Linked DNA regions of Mus musculus: region 1 is linked to region 2. The links are chromatin contacts, called in public HiChIP or PLAC-seq maps. All regions are on one chromosome and are shown on one strand. The core of a region is the stretch at or near the end of the contact, and the rest is flanking DNA. Distances in the headings are between cores, read along the strand shown. Region 1 overlaps Ralb (v-ral simian leukemia viral oncogene B). Region 2 has its middle 51 kb from the start of Gm33388.

Region 1 (7,194 bases), core at 2,347-4,846, 140 kb before region 2:
CCACTGTCAGCTTCCAATCCAGTAGGCAGTGTTTAAGGTGTGGGAGTGGGCATGGTTCTAGGATTCCATGAAATGCCCCCCTGCTGAAGCTGTGATGTGTGTGTGTGTGTGCATGAGTGTATGAGTATATATGTGTATGTGTATGCATTCTTGTAATTTTATTTACATGTGACTATGCAAATATCTGTATATATGTTTGTATTTTTTAGATTTATTTTTATGTGTGCATATGTGTGGGACAGGAACCCTTGGAAGCCAGAAGAGGGCGTGGCTGGGATTCCCTGGAGCTGGAGTTACAAACTGTTGTGAGCTGCCCTGCATGGGCCCTGGGAACCAAGCAGGCCTCTGGAGGAGTAGCAGATGCTCCTAATTGCTGAGCCGTCTCCCCAGCCCCCACCAGGTTACTTATGGTGTGTGTGTGTGTGTGTGTGTGTGTGTGTGTGTGTGTGTGTGCGCGCGTGCGCGCGCGCACGCACGCATGCTATGCACACATGTGGCAGACAGAGGATGCTTTGTAGAGTTTTTCTTTTCCTTCCTCTTTTAATTTTCAGAACCAAACTGGTTGTCAGGCTTGTGTGGCAAGCCCCTCTCTCCACTAAGCACTCTCTTGGCGTGGGAGCTTTTCTCTTTCTTTTTAAGTGGGGTCTTAAGTCTGTCCCACTCACAGGAAACTAACGTTAGGGGAAACCAGCTGCGGTGTGGGCCCTGTAGGTGCTCTGTTGATTCTGACCTCCTCAGAGTCTTTTTATTTTATTTTTTTAAGATTTATTTATTTATTTCATGTATATGAACATATTATAGCTGTCTTCAGACACATCAGAAGAGGGCATCGGATCCCATTACAGATGGTTATGAGCCACCATGTGGTTGCTGGGAATTGAACTCAGGACCTCTGGAAGAGCAATCAGTGCTCTTAACCACTGAGCCATCTCTCTAGCCCCCTCCTCAGAATTTTTATTTTTGTGCGCAATGTGTATGTACACACCACACACACACACACACACACACACACACAAACACACTACAATGTTCTAGGAGTTGGACAGTGCCTTGTGCACGACTAAGCAGCCCCCATCCCCAGGGTTGCTCCCCAGCTCCTCCCCTTCCTTTCCAGTTACTTCCCACTGGAAACAGCACGGCTGCTCTTATCTGAGATCCCAGCGAGGTTTTACTGTGCCCGAGGAGATGTTGTTCCAGGAAAGTGTGGGTGTGAGTTACTAGATAGCTTTTGGAAAATAGGACCTAGACACGTAAAGATAGAAACATGAGAATTGGAACCTTAAATGGAGTCTGGAGAGTTTCTCGTGAATGTTTAATGGTGGAGGAATTAGAGGTGTACTCGGGGCTGGTTCTTGATGTTTTGTCTGTTTGGTTGCTTTGGTGCTGGGGATGGAGATTTTTTAATTCTTAGGCCACGGAGATGGCTCTGTGCTTAAAGCAGTTGCCTTACAAGTGTAAGGAAGGACTGGAGCTTGGATCCCCAGAGCCCAAATAAATGCCTGGTGGGATGGCAGCCTGTCTGTAACTCCAGCACACAAAGGTGGAGACGGGATCTCTGGAGAAAGTGGGCTAGCTCTCGAGTCTTGCCATACCAGTGAGCCACGGGTTTTCTTAAGGATGATTCTTGACATCAGCTTCAGCCTCACCGTGCATGTGCACACGTGTGCAGAGCACCCACGGCACAAACAGATGTGCATGCACGCCTGTGTCGACTCAGACACAAAGAGTGGAAGAGAAATATCGTCACTGTTGCCTTGAAGTTCTTAGGAACTTGAAGGCCTTGGGAACAATGACTTAAGGCTCCATAACAAGTTTGAACCCCGGGAGTTTGTGCTGTGTTGTTCCATCATGGCAAACCTCTCTGGAGTCTGTGACCAAACTTCCCCATTCATCTCATTTCTGAACGTGGGAACCATTGGAGACCTTGTCTGAAGCTGCAGTTGGAAACGTAATAACAAGCAGAGCTATTCCATTGGAACTTTGTGAACTGGGAAGGTCTCCAGTAAGACAAAATAAACACAAGAACCCATGCCCTATATTTCTCACTAGCACAGGAGTCCCTTGTGTGTGTGTGTGTGTGAGAGAGAGAGAGAGAGAGAGAGAGAGAGAATTATGTGTTGACAATTACTTCTAATCTACTGCTGTTAGATGGGCAAGAAATTTTCTTTTTTTGAAATTTAATTCTACATGTATTTTTATGTGTATGTATGTGCCTGTGTCTGTTTATGTGTCCCATGTGTGCAGGAGTCAGAAGAGGTCAGAACCCTTGCTTGAGGTTCCCTCCAGTTCCCTTGAGGTGAGAGAGGTGGATTTGAGTCACTGTATGGGTGCTGGGAACCGAACCCAAGTCCTCTGGAAGAGCAACCAGCTCTCTTACCACTAATCCATTGCTCCCTGCACTCCTGTGAGCTTCTGGTCCTCCTTCCTCTACGCACTCAGTGCTGGGATAACAAGCGCACACCTCTATACGTGGTTTAGGCAGTGCTGAGGATTGAACCGGGACTTCATGCGTGCTAGCCTCACATTCCACAACTGAGTCACATCCAGACTGCCACAGGCCTTCTCCAAGACTAGCTTCCAACTTTTTTTTTTCTTTTAAAAGGTTTTCTGTTTGTGTGTTTTTGTTTTGAGAAAGGTCTCTCATGTAGCCCTGGCTATCCTGGGAACTCACTATGTAGACCAGGCTGACCTCTGAGTTACAGAGATCCACCTGCCTCTGCCTTTTAAGCATAGGATTAACGGCGTATACCACCTTACCTAGCTTCTTTATAAGCACTCTTTAGACTAGACACTATTGAGGTGGTTTTTGTTGGGGTGCCTTCCAAAGCATGTGGGTACTGTAGAGGATAAAGACACATCTTGGGTTCCTGCTGTTCTAGAAACTTCCATGGTATACTTGAAATTTCATGTTCTTTCTTCTGGTTCTTTGTCGTTAGACACTAGAATTAATCAGCCAAATATGCAGTCGCTTTAGAAATTAGAAATTTAAATCTTACTGTTCCCCAAACCAAATAGAACACAGAGATTCTTTTAGATCAACTCTAAAACAAGTTGGTGGGCAAAAAAAAAAAAAATGTTGATAAAGTGATCTTTGATCTCCATGGTGAGCAGCTGAAAATGATTATCAGTTCGTGTGTGTGGAGATTGTATGCACACATGTGTGGAGCTCAGAGGACAACATGGACTCTCTCTCTCCAACCATGTGGTTCCCAGAGATAGAACCTGGGCTGCCAGGCTTGGCGGTTTCACCTTCCTCTGCTGAGCCGTCTCACCTGTTCTTCCGCCTAATTACTTTTTAAATTTTAATTCTATTTTATTTTATTTTATAGTCTACGGAGGCTTTTCTGTTTGAGCTTTGCACCTCTAGAGAAAGGACCCCAGGGGTCTCCCTCCTGTGTGTTTTGGTCTCGCTTCTTTGTGGTCCCTGATGCTAGCTGGGGTTGTCAGCACAAGGAAACCAAACTGACAGCGTGGACACAGATTGTTCTGCCATTTCTCTAGGTGTTTGAGTTGCAGATCAAACCTAGGGCTGATCGCGCTACACTTGCTCAACCTGCCCGTGAGGGTTCACATTGATTTTCCCAGCTCTGTGATCATCAGTGATGCAAACTCACCATGTGACCGTGCTTCATCATCACAGTTAGGAACCGAACGATGGCTTTGACACATGGCCTGATGAGGACCCGGCGTTTGCCTCTCTTCTCAGCATTTTTGGTGCTCTTGAGAGCACCTGCCAGGACATTCATGGTGATGAGGAGTCTTTAATTTTATTTTTGAGACAGGGTCTCACTGTGTAATCCCCAATCTGAGGTAGTGCAAACAGAGGCATCATTATATAGAGCAGGCTGGCCTGCCGCTCTCAGAGGTCCTCCTGCCTCCGCCTCTCAGATACTGGATTAAAGATGTTAAACGCTATGCCCGGCCACCTTCCGATTTGAGATGTGGTCTCCAATTGAAGCTGAGGCTTGCCCATTCTGTTAGACAGGCTGGCCAGTGAGTCCCAAGGATTGTCCTGTCTCTGCCTCTTCTGTTGGGATTATAGAGAGATCACTACACTGTTTCCATGGGTCCTGGGGATCTGAAGCCAGAGCTTCACACCGCACGGCCTGTGCTTTATCCACTGTAGTATCTTCCCAGCCCCCTTCTTCTGGTCTTACCTCACACAGGCTCCGCCTCTCTCTACTGCATGACTACAAAGTCAGTCTGCTACTTCTGTTCTTTGAGACTGGGTGTCATGTAGCTAAGACTGTCCTTGAACTCTGTGTGTAGTTGAAGACAGCCTTCAATCCCTGATTCTCTTGTATCCCCGTCCCACGGGTGCGATTACAGAGGTGTACGTACCAAACCAGCTTTGTGTGGTTCGGGGAACAAAACCCAAGGCTTTAAGCACACGAGGCAAGCACTCAGCTAGCTTGACCATATTTGCAGCCCTGTCTGCAGAGTCTTGACTGGACCTTGCTTCCTTTTGCTTCAGGACTTCCTTCCTCCCTGCAGAGAGAGGCAGTAGGTAGGAAGTGCTGAGCATAGCAGCTGAGAGAGGCAGGGCCACTGGGCAAAGGTTTATGGGCCTGTTCAGAAAAGGGGCTAGATGGTATCAGTGGTAAGCCATTGGGCTGCTACATTTACTGATGTAGAAAGTTCACATGGACTGGGGAGATGGCTCAATTGGTGAGGTCTTGGAATGCAAGCACAAGTGCCCAGGCTTGTTCCCCCGGACCCATGCTAACACAAAGCAAAACAGAACTGTGGCAGCTTGAGTTTGTAATCTCAGTGCTGGAGAGGTGCACACAGGCGCTTCCCCTGGGGCTTGCTCAGCCGATCTAGCCTGAGCAGTGAACTCCAGGCCAGTGGGAGACCCTGTGCCTGCCTAGAGTGCCTGAAGCCCTGGGCTCCGTCCACAGCATCACAGAAAATCAGTTATGAAGATGCATACTCATAACCCCAAATCTGAGGTAGAGCCAAAAGGAGCATCAGGAGCTGACAGTTGTCCTTAGCTGTAGAGAGAGTTCAAGGGTAGCCTGGGCTCCATGATACCCTGTCTCAGGAAAAAATATAAAAGGCAGAATATAATTGAGGAATATAACTTATGTTGACCTCTGGCCTCCATGTGTACACACACACACACACACACACACACACACACACACACACACACACACATACAAACAGAGTGAACAGTGGCTTGAAGTGGCTGAGGTGCCACAAGGGGTCTGGCAGCTGTGGCTGGTTGTTCTAACCTGGTTGTGGCAGAGAAAATGGAAGATGGGTAGAGGGAAAAGGTCCATTAGAGATAAGAGCCAGGAGAAAGAGTGAGTAGAGCTGGGGAGAAACAAGGGGATCTGGGATGATCACCTGGTCTGGCTTGACTAGTGATGTCTGCACTCCTAGGGGCTTGTGTTGCTATTGTGGGGGTGGGGCAGGTAGATTAGGAGTGCGTTCATTCTGATTTCTTTCCATTGTTGTGATAAAACACCTAGACCACAGTAGCTTGGGGAAGAAAGGGTTTGTTTAGCTTTGAGGGAAGCAAGGGCAGGGACTCTAGAATGAACTGGAAGGCTGGCTGGCTTGCCATTCTGTCTTTAAGCAAAGAATGCACTCACTGACAAGGAAGTACAGCAGAAACCGTGGAGCACACTGCTTGGTGATCACCCAGGGCCAACTGCACTGGGAATGGAGCCGTCCACAGTGGGCTGGGTCCTCCTACATCAAATAACAATGCAGACAGTCCTCTACAGACTTGTCCGCAGGCCAAAGCCCTCAATGGAGACTCCCTTCGGAGCTGTGTTAAATTGGTAGTTAAAGCTAACTAGGATACTACTTATGTATTTGCTTGTCTGTTTGACTTGTGTGTGTTTGTGAGTACACACTTGCACACTCACAGGACAGCTTTCACAAGTAGGAGCTGTCCTTCCTCCATGCGCTTCCCAGGATGTCAGGCTTGGCAACAAGGATCAGACTTTAGGGTAGAGGGACGAAGAGTGGAGAGATCTATTTGGGGACTGTTGAATTTGAAATCCCTGCAAGACAGCCAGTGGGGTGAGGAAGACAGAGGGGCCTGGCCTCTGTCCTCCAGTTTGAGGAGACACAGGAAGCCACTTGGATAGATGTGCTCAGCCCAGGGAGACTGTGGAGGAGTGAGAAACGTGACAGCCTGAGCCTCAGCCGGGAGAAAACCTTAGAGAAGAGATAGGCCCTGGGGAACATGAGCTCTGCAGTCTAGAAGGATGGGCATTGTCAAGTGGGAGCAGCAGGGCAGCGGAGCCTCGGAGGGGAGCGATTGATGATCCTGGTTCGTGGTTTTAAATGCCACATGAGACTGGTTATGTGATTTTCCTTTCTCTTGAATTCCTTCTCCAGCCAGAATGCTAGTACAGGTAGTTGGGGTGAGGGGTAGAGTTGGTCTTTGCAGGAGGAACTGGCAAGATGTCATCTAAGCGGGAGTGTCAGAGGAGATCAGAAAAAATGTGCTGAGATCGGTGCTTAATAGGTGTTTGAGCGAGTGATTGGAACAATTACAGGTTTGAGGCTGTGGTGTCTGAATATTGTGCCCCCCCCCATAGCTGTATTTGAACAACTGTTCCTGGTTGGTGGTGCTGTTTGGGGAGGTCTAAGGGGTACAGTCTTGTTGGAGGAAGTATGTCACTGGAGGAGAGCTTTGCAACCCGTTTGAGTTACCAAACACTTACCTATTTACAGTTTGCTCTCTTAGCTTTGTGCTTGTAGTTCAAGCTGTGAGCTTTCAGTCGCTGCTGCCGTCACCATGCCTACGATTGCTGCCATGCATAACCCCCGCCACGGACTCTAACCCCTGGCACCATGACCCTGGATAAACTCTTCCATAAGTTGCCTTAATGCCACAGATGGACAGACCAGAGGCATCATATCAGGACCCTTGGGTGAGATCAGGTCCCCATGGCAGAGCGAAGGTCCCTTTTTACACATTTAGAGGAAGGAGGCGGTTCTATACCATGTGATTGGTAGTTATAGTGCATGCTTGCTGCCAGGCCGTCTCTGATTCCTGTTAACCTGGGGTCTTATATACAGAGTCAGCTGTAAGGGTGCAGGAAGCGCCGGGCATGGTGGTGCACGCCTTTAATCCCAGCACTCAAGAGGCAGAGGCAGGCGGATTTCTGAGTTCGAGGCCAGCCTGGTCTACAGAGTGAGTTCCAGGATAGCCAGGGCTATACAGAGAAA
Region 2 (6,157 bases), core at 1,578-4,077:
CAAATGGATGGACCTGGAGGGCATCATCCTGAGTGAGGTAACACAATCACAAAGGAACTCACACAATATGTACTCAATGATAAGTGGATATTAGCCCAGAAACTTAGGATACCCAAGATATAAGATACAATTTGCTAAACGCATGAAACTCAAGAAGTACGAAGACCAAAGTGTGGACACTTTGCCCCTTCTTAGAATTGGGAACAAAACACCCATGGAAGGAGCTACAGAGACAATGTTTGGAGCTGTGACGAAAGGATGGACCATCTAGAGACTGCTATATCCGGGGATCCATCCCATAATCAGCTTCCAAACGCTGACACCATTGTATACACTAGCAAGATTTTGCTGAAAGGACCCAGATAGAGCTCTCTCTTGTGAGACTATGCCTGGGCCTAGCAAACACAGAAGTGGATGCTCACAGTCAGCTATTGGATGGATCACAGGGCCCCCAATGGAGGAGCTAGAGAAAGTACCCAAGGAGCTAAAGGGATCTGCAACCCTATAGGTGGAACAACATTATGAACTAATCAGTACTCCGGAGCTCTTGACTCTAGCTGCATATGTATCAAAAGATGGCCTAGTCGGCCATCACTGAAAAGAGAGGCCCATTGGACATTCAAACTTTATATGCCCCAGTACAGGGGAATGCCAGGGCCAAAAAGTGGGAGTGGGTGGGTAGGGGAGTGGGGGGGGAGTGTATGGGGGACTTTTGGGATAGCATTGGAAATGTAAACGAGGAAAATACCTAATAAAAATTAAAAAATACAGAAATATTATAAGAATGTTTTCATTTCAATCCCATGTGTGGTATATAAGACTGCTTCAGAATATTCACAACAGATGACTGTGATTTGCCTTACGCTCTAGCAGGGGTGTGACTTTGCCAGCAGCAGATAGTTTCTGTAATTGTGTGACATTGGGAATTCTGGGGACTGTTCAGAAGGTATATAAATGCTAGGGCCCCAAGAGGCGTTGTGGGTTGTTGGTTGTTGTTGGTTGTGGTTTGTTAGGTAGTTATGTGTAAAGAAGAAACAACAAGAAGAAATTAGATATCCTGACAGCAAAGATCAAACTTGCTCCAAGGAACTCAATGCCTCAAATCAGCAGGAAGTAATCTTATGATAACATCAATCCCCTTTCCCTTCTATTCTGTCCCCCCTCCCAGTCCTCTCCTACCTAGTGTTTGGGGGTTGAAAGGGTGGAAAAAGGGGTGGAGAAGGGTGGAAGAAAGAAGAACCCACAAAATAGCTCATGCTGGCTATGGGAACAATTGATGCCGGTTAGCTGAAGCTGAGAAATCAGCTGTGATTAAGAAGAAGAGCCCAGCATTATTGAGGTGAAACCTGGGAGTATTTTCTAAGAATCAGCACTCAGAAGCCATGGTCCAGAGGAGGCCAGGGGTGATTCTTATGGGGGCAGCCAAATTTGGTGATTGTATAAAGAGTCATCTAGGTGGTACTGGTTTTGAAGTCATGAGGGGCTTATGGAGAGAAGCTGAGGCTTAGCACTGTGAGAAGCCATTGGGACAGTGCAGGCTCAGCTGCAGTAGAAACCCCAGGACTGAAAGGGTCATTGAGAGACACTGGTGCTTGGCACCATGTGTAAGAGTCAGAGTCTCTGAAAGGAGAACAGGGGAAGCCATTGGTTGGGGGGTGGTGGTGGGGTGGAGCAGCCTCATTTCCAGAGGAGAACTCAGCATGTTGGTCACACCAGCATCCTGGGGTGACCGTCAAGGACAACAGCAGCCCTGGTGTGGGGTTGGCCTGAGCTATGAGATAAACTATGTGTTGCAAAGAGCAGAGCTGGAGCCAGAAGATCATGACTACAAGACATCATACATTAAGATATCCACAATGTTGTTGGAGCTGGGTTTTGCTGTCATTTGATTGTAACTGTGCCCTGGTTTCTTCTTCTTATAGTAACAAAGTGCATGACTTCTTTTTTATAGAAGTCCACAGATGAGAAAACTTTAAAAGAGACTTTGAAAGAGGATATATATCACACACACATACATGTACATACACATACATGTATACATGTATGTGTATGTGCATGTATATATGTATATGTGCATATGTGTACATGTATATATAGGTGTGTATGTGTGAATATGGGCATATATGTATGTCTACATGTGTATGTGTGTATGCACATATGTATACATATATATGTATACATGTATGACATATGTATGTACATATGATTTATTTTATTTTATGTGTAGAGTGTTTTGCCTGCATGTATGTTATATTGTATACATGCCTGGTGCCAACAGAGACTCGATAAGGATGTCAGATTTCTTGCAGCTGGAGTTGCAGATGACTGTGAGCCACCGTAAGGGTTCTGGAAGCCAAATTTAGGTGACCTTTGCAAGATCAACAAGTGCTCTTAGACCCTGAGCCATTTCTCCAGCCCCAAGACTGAATATTTTAAAGAGACTGATTTTTAACATGTTTAAATTTTTAAAGACTATGGGACTTTTAAAGGTATGCTATTTTTATATTGTGATATTGATATTAATATGACATATTGGGGATAAACAAGAGAGGAAAGATTATGGCTCAATAGTGATGACTGGTGTGTCAAATTGACAAGGGGTCTTTGTACTGTTTTTTTTTTTTTTTTTGTCTGTCAACTTGACACAAGCTAGAGTAATCTGGGAAAAAAAACTTAACTGAAAAAACAACGTGTCAGTTAGAGTGGCTGTAGGCAACTCTGTAGGGCATTTTCTTGATTAATAATGGATGTGGGAGGCTCAGGAAACAATGGGTGGTGCTGCCCTTGTGCAACTAGTCCTGGGTGAATAAGAAAGCCAGTGGGGCAAGCCCAAAGAGCAAGCTGTACAGTGCTCATCCATCTCATCCAAGCTGCTGCTTCAGCTCCTTCCTCCAGGCTCCTGCTGTGAGCTTCTTCCCTGACTTCTCTCATTGATGGATGATGATACAAAAGTGTAAGCTAAGTAAATCCTTCCCTCCCCAAGGGTTTTGTTGTTGTTGTTGTTGTTATAGTATTTTATCATAGCCACAGAAAGCAAACTATAACACTTTTGCTGATGGTTTGTATATGCCCGGCCCAGGGTGTGGCACTATTAGAAAGAGTGGCCTTATTGAAGTAGGTGTGACACTGTGGGTCTGGGCTTTAAGACCCTCATCCTAGCTGCCTGGAAGTGAGTCTTCTACCAGCAGCCTTCAGATGAAGATGTAGAACTCTCAGCTCATCCTGTACCATGCCTGCCTGGATGCTGCCATGCTCTCACCTTGATGATAATGGATTGAATCTCTGAACCTGTAAGCCAGCCCCAATTAAATGTCATTTATAAGACTTGCCTTGGTCATGGTGTCTGTTCACAGCAGTAAAACCCCAACAAAGACACTTTCCTATGACAGTTTTTATTTTTTATATTTTGGTAGACATTGTTTAGCTTAATCTTATTCATAGTCTTTATCGTGTTGTTAGTGGTTACTATAATTACTGATGCATGCTTTTTCAAAAGAGATTTTATTTTTGTTTTTTTAATTACGTGTGTATGTGTTTGTATATGTGAGTGCTGGTGTTCTCAGATGCCAGAAGAGGGTATCATATAAGGTCTTCTGGACCTGGAGTTACAGGCAGTGGTGAGCTGCCAGCACCAGTCCTGGAAACTGAACTTGGGTCCTCTGCAAGTTTAGTATAAAGTCTTAATTGCTAAGCTACTTCCCCAGCCCCAATCTCTTTACTGTTTTTTGATTTTGAGCCAAGACATAATATAGCCCAGGACGGCCTCAAACTCACTGTGTAACTAGAGATGACCTTGAACTCCTCCTGATCTTCCTGCCTCTATGTCCTGAGTGCTGGGATTGTATTTGTGTGATACTACACCTAGTTTATGCTGTGCTGGCCATTGCACCTAGGGCCCAGTGAGCATCAGGAAACCACTCTACCAACTGAGCCACATCCTCAGCCCTTCTTCCCCAATGATCTCTTTAAGCTTGAGACCAAATTCATTTTCCAATACAAAACTAGGTCCAGAAAGTTGAAATGATGTGCCTAGGTCACACTGCAAGTGCATGGCGCAGCTGGGGGACATTCCCGAGGTGCACTAAGTTTCCTATCTTAGCCAGTACATTCCACCCAGCTCCCTCCCATCCCTGTTACACCACTTCTAAAGTGAGGAGCTCCAGGTGACCTTCCTTCCAGGCCCAGTCTCCACACGCTTTCCTCAGGTCCACACCTGAAATCCCAGCTGCCAAGACAGAGATCCACAACAGTTTCAACAAGGCTGGGGCTGGGCTGGGAGAGGGCAGATGCTGTGCTTTCTCCTGCTGGGAGAGCAAGGCTGCAGGGGTTCCCACCACTGTGGCCAAGGCAATCAGTAGACTGGGGAAGCCAAGGGAGGGTGACTAGAGAGACTGTTGCCCTTTCCTCCCCCGACCACGGGCCAGGTTGTTCGGGACAATCCCCAGGGAAGCGAGACAAAAATCTACAGATTGTAGCAAAGCCGGCATAGCATCCACCCTGTCCTTGTCAGGCCGGAAACTGGCCTCAGGCCCGGGCAGATCCAGGCCTCTGGGAACGTTGGAGTCACGTCCATCTCACCATCCCACAGAGTAGGGCAGCCTTCCTACGTCAATGGAACTGAACTTCACTCTGACGTACTTTTAAAAAGTTTCTTTTCTTTATGTCTGCATGTGGGGCTGTATGTGCCTGTCACACGTGTGTCAGTGCCCGCAGAAGCCAGAAGAGGGCATTGGATCCCCTGAAGCTGGACCAAAAAGTGGTTGTGAGCCAGCTAATGAAGCTCAGGTCCTCTGAAAGAGCAGCAAGGGCTTTGAGCTACTGAAGTCTCTTCAGCTCCCATATTGCATTTCTGGAGTCTTGTACGTGTGCCAGGTCTGTGTCACCCAAAGACGGTTCCTATTCTCAGGGAAACAGCCTTCTCCCTGATCTCCTGTGAGACCCCAGTCTATCAGCTGAGTGGCCACGAACAGAGATTACTGTGGGGTCAGCTGTCAGAGAGTGTGTGTTATATTGTGTACATACATGCCTGGGGCCCACAGAGACTAGATAAGGGTGTCAGATTCCCTGTAGTTGGAGTTGCAGTCAACTGTGAGCCACCATGAGGTTTCTGGATGGGAGTTCAAGATGAGATTGGATTGACCTCTTTACCCCAGAGCCCATGAGCACCCACTGGGGCTGGATGCTGAGTGAGAGTTGGGGTTGAAACTCAAAAGCTGTCTCTTTCTAGTTCACTGGGTGGCCTACCATCCTCCCATAACAGACTGGGCTTGGCAGATCTCTACGAGTTCAAGGCTATTTTGGTCTATATAGAGTTATAGGCCAGCCAGGACTATATAGTAAGACCCAATGTAAAAAACCAAAATAACAAATTATCTGAGAGTGAACAAGTGCTTGATTGCTTGATTTCAGCCAGTATTCTCCTCTTTATGCTGCTCTGGTCTCCTTGCCTAGGGAATGGTACCCTTCACAGTGGGCTGAATCTTCCTATGTCAATTGATAGCAAAGACATTCTTTCATAGACATGGTCACAGCCAAACTGATCTATATAAGTCCTCAACCAATTTAGTTGCATCCATTAAAAACATTTTCCCTAGGTGATTCTAGGTTGTGTTAAACTGAAAGTTAAAAGCTCTCTATCACAATAACCAAGTGAACCAATGGTCTTTAATCCTCAGTCATGTTGTAATTTGGCCAATTAAGCCCATGGATCCTGGACAGAGATGTGTATGGATAAGAATGATGACATCTGGACTGGGGAAATGGGTCAGTTGGTGACATACGAGCTTTGGAAGCATTGAGGATTGAGTTTGATTCTCAGGACCCACTAAAAGAAGCAGAGTGTGGTGCACACTTGCAATCTCAGTGCTGGCGTGTGTGTGTGTGTGTGTGTGTGTGTGTGTGTGTGTGTGTGTGTGTGTGGTGGAGGCAGGTGGATTCCTGGTACTCTTTGAACAGCTAGTCTAGTACTTGTATATGTATATGAAAACAGACACACACATATACACACACACACATACACAGCATCCACCATGATCTACTAAATAGTGGATGAAAGGTCTTTGCTATTATTCCCATCAAAAGATGGAGGCTGGGGCTGAGAGATGGCAAAGTGGGTAAGAGCCCTTGCTACACAAGCATGAGGATTTGAGTTCAAATC

What was found. HiChIP or PLAC-seq counts read pairs in DNA pulled down with a chosen protein or histone mark.
Region 1: an H3K27ac HiChIP or PLAC-seq map of embryonic stem cells shows a contact between it and region 2, with 5 read pairs. The contact joins two enhancer-like sites. A contact is called at or near these places in 5 of 484 Hi-C or Micro-C datasets (all in embryonic stem cells), 4 of 115 datasets of contacts at active chromatin or transcription factors (all in embryonic stem cells) and 1 of 9 other capture datasets (embryonic stem cells).

What each region holds. Positions count from the first base shown.
Region 1 is chr1:119,496,038-119,503,231 of GRCm38.p6, reverse strand. The region is part of intron 1 of Ralb (v-ral simian leukemia viral oncogene B); the gene reads left to right. It also overlaps the pseudogene Gm29454. Among named protein-coding and RNA genes, the nearest start is that of Ralb, 5.1 kb to the left of the region's middle. Within about 2 kb of position 3,596, at least 46 of the 459 cell types and tissues checked have an H3K27ac peak or open chromatin away from gene starts, as enhancers often do. A contact at or near this core is called in embryonic stem cells, where this site is marked.
Region 2 is chr1:119,353,776-119,359,932 of GRCm38.p6, reverse strand. No RefSeq gene overlaps it. Among named protein-coding and RNA genes, the nearest start is that of Gm33388, 51 kb to the right of the region's middle. Within about 2 kb of position 2,827, at least 2 of the 459 cell types and tissues checked have an H3K27ac peak or open chromatin away from gene starts, as enhancers often do. A contact at or near this core is called in embryonic stem cells, where this site is marked.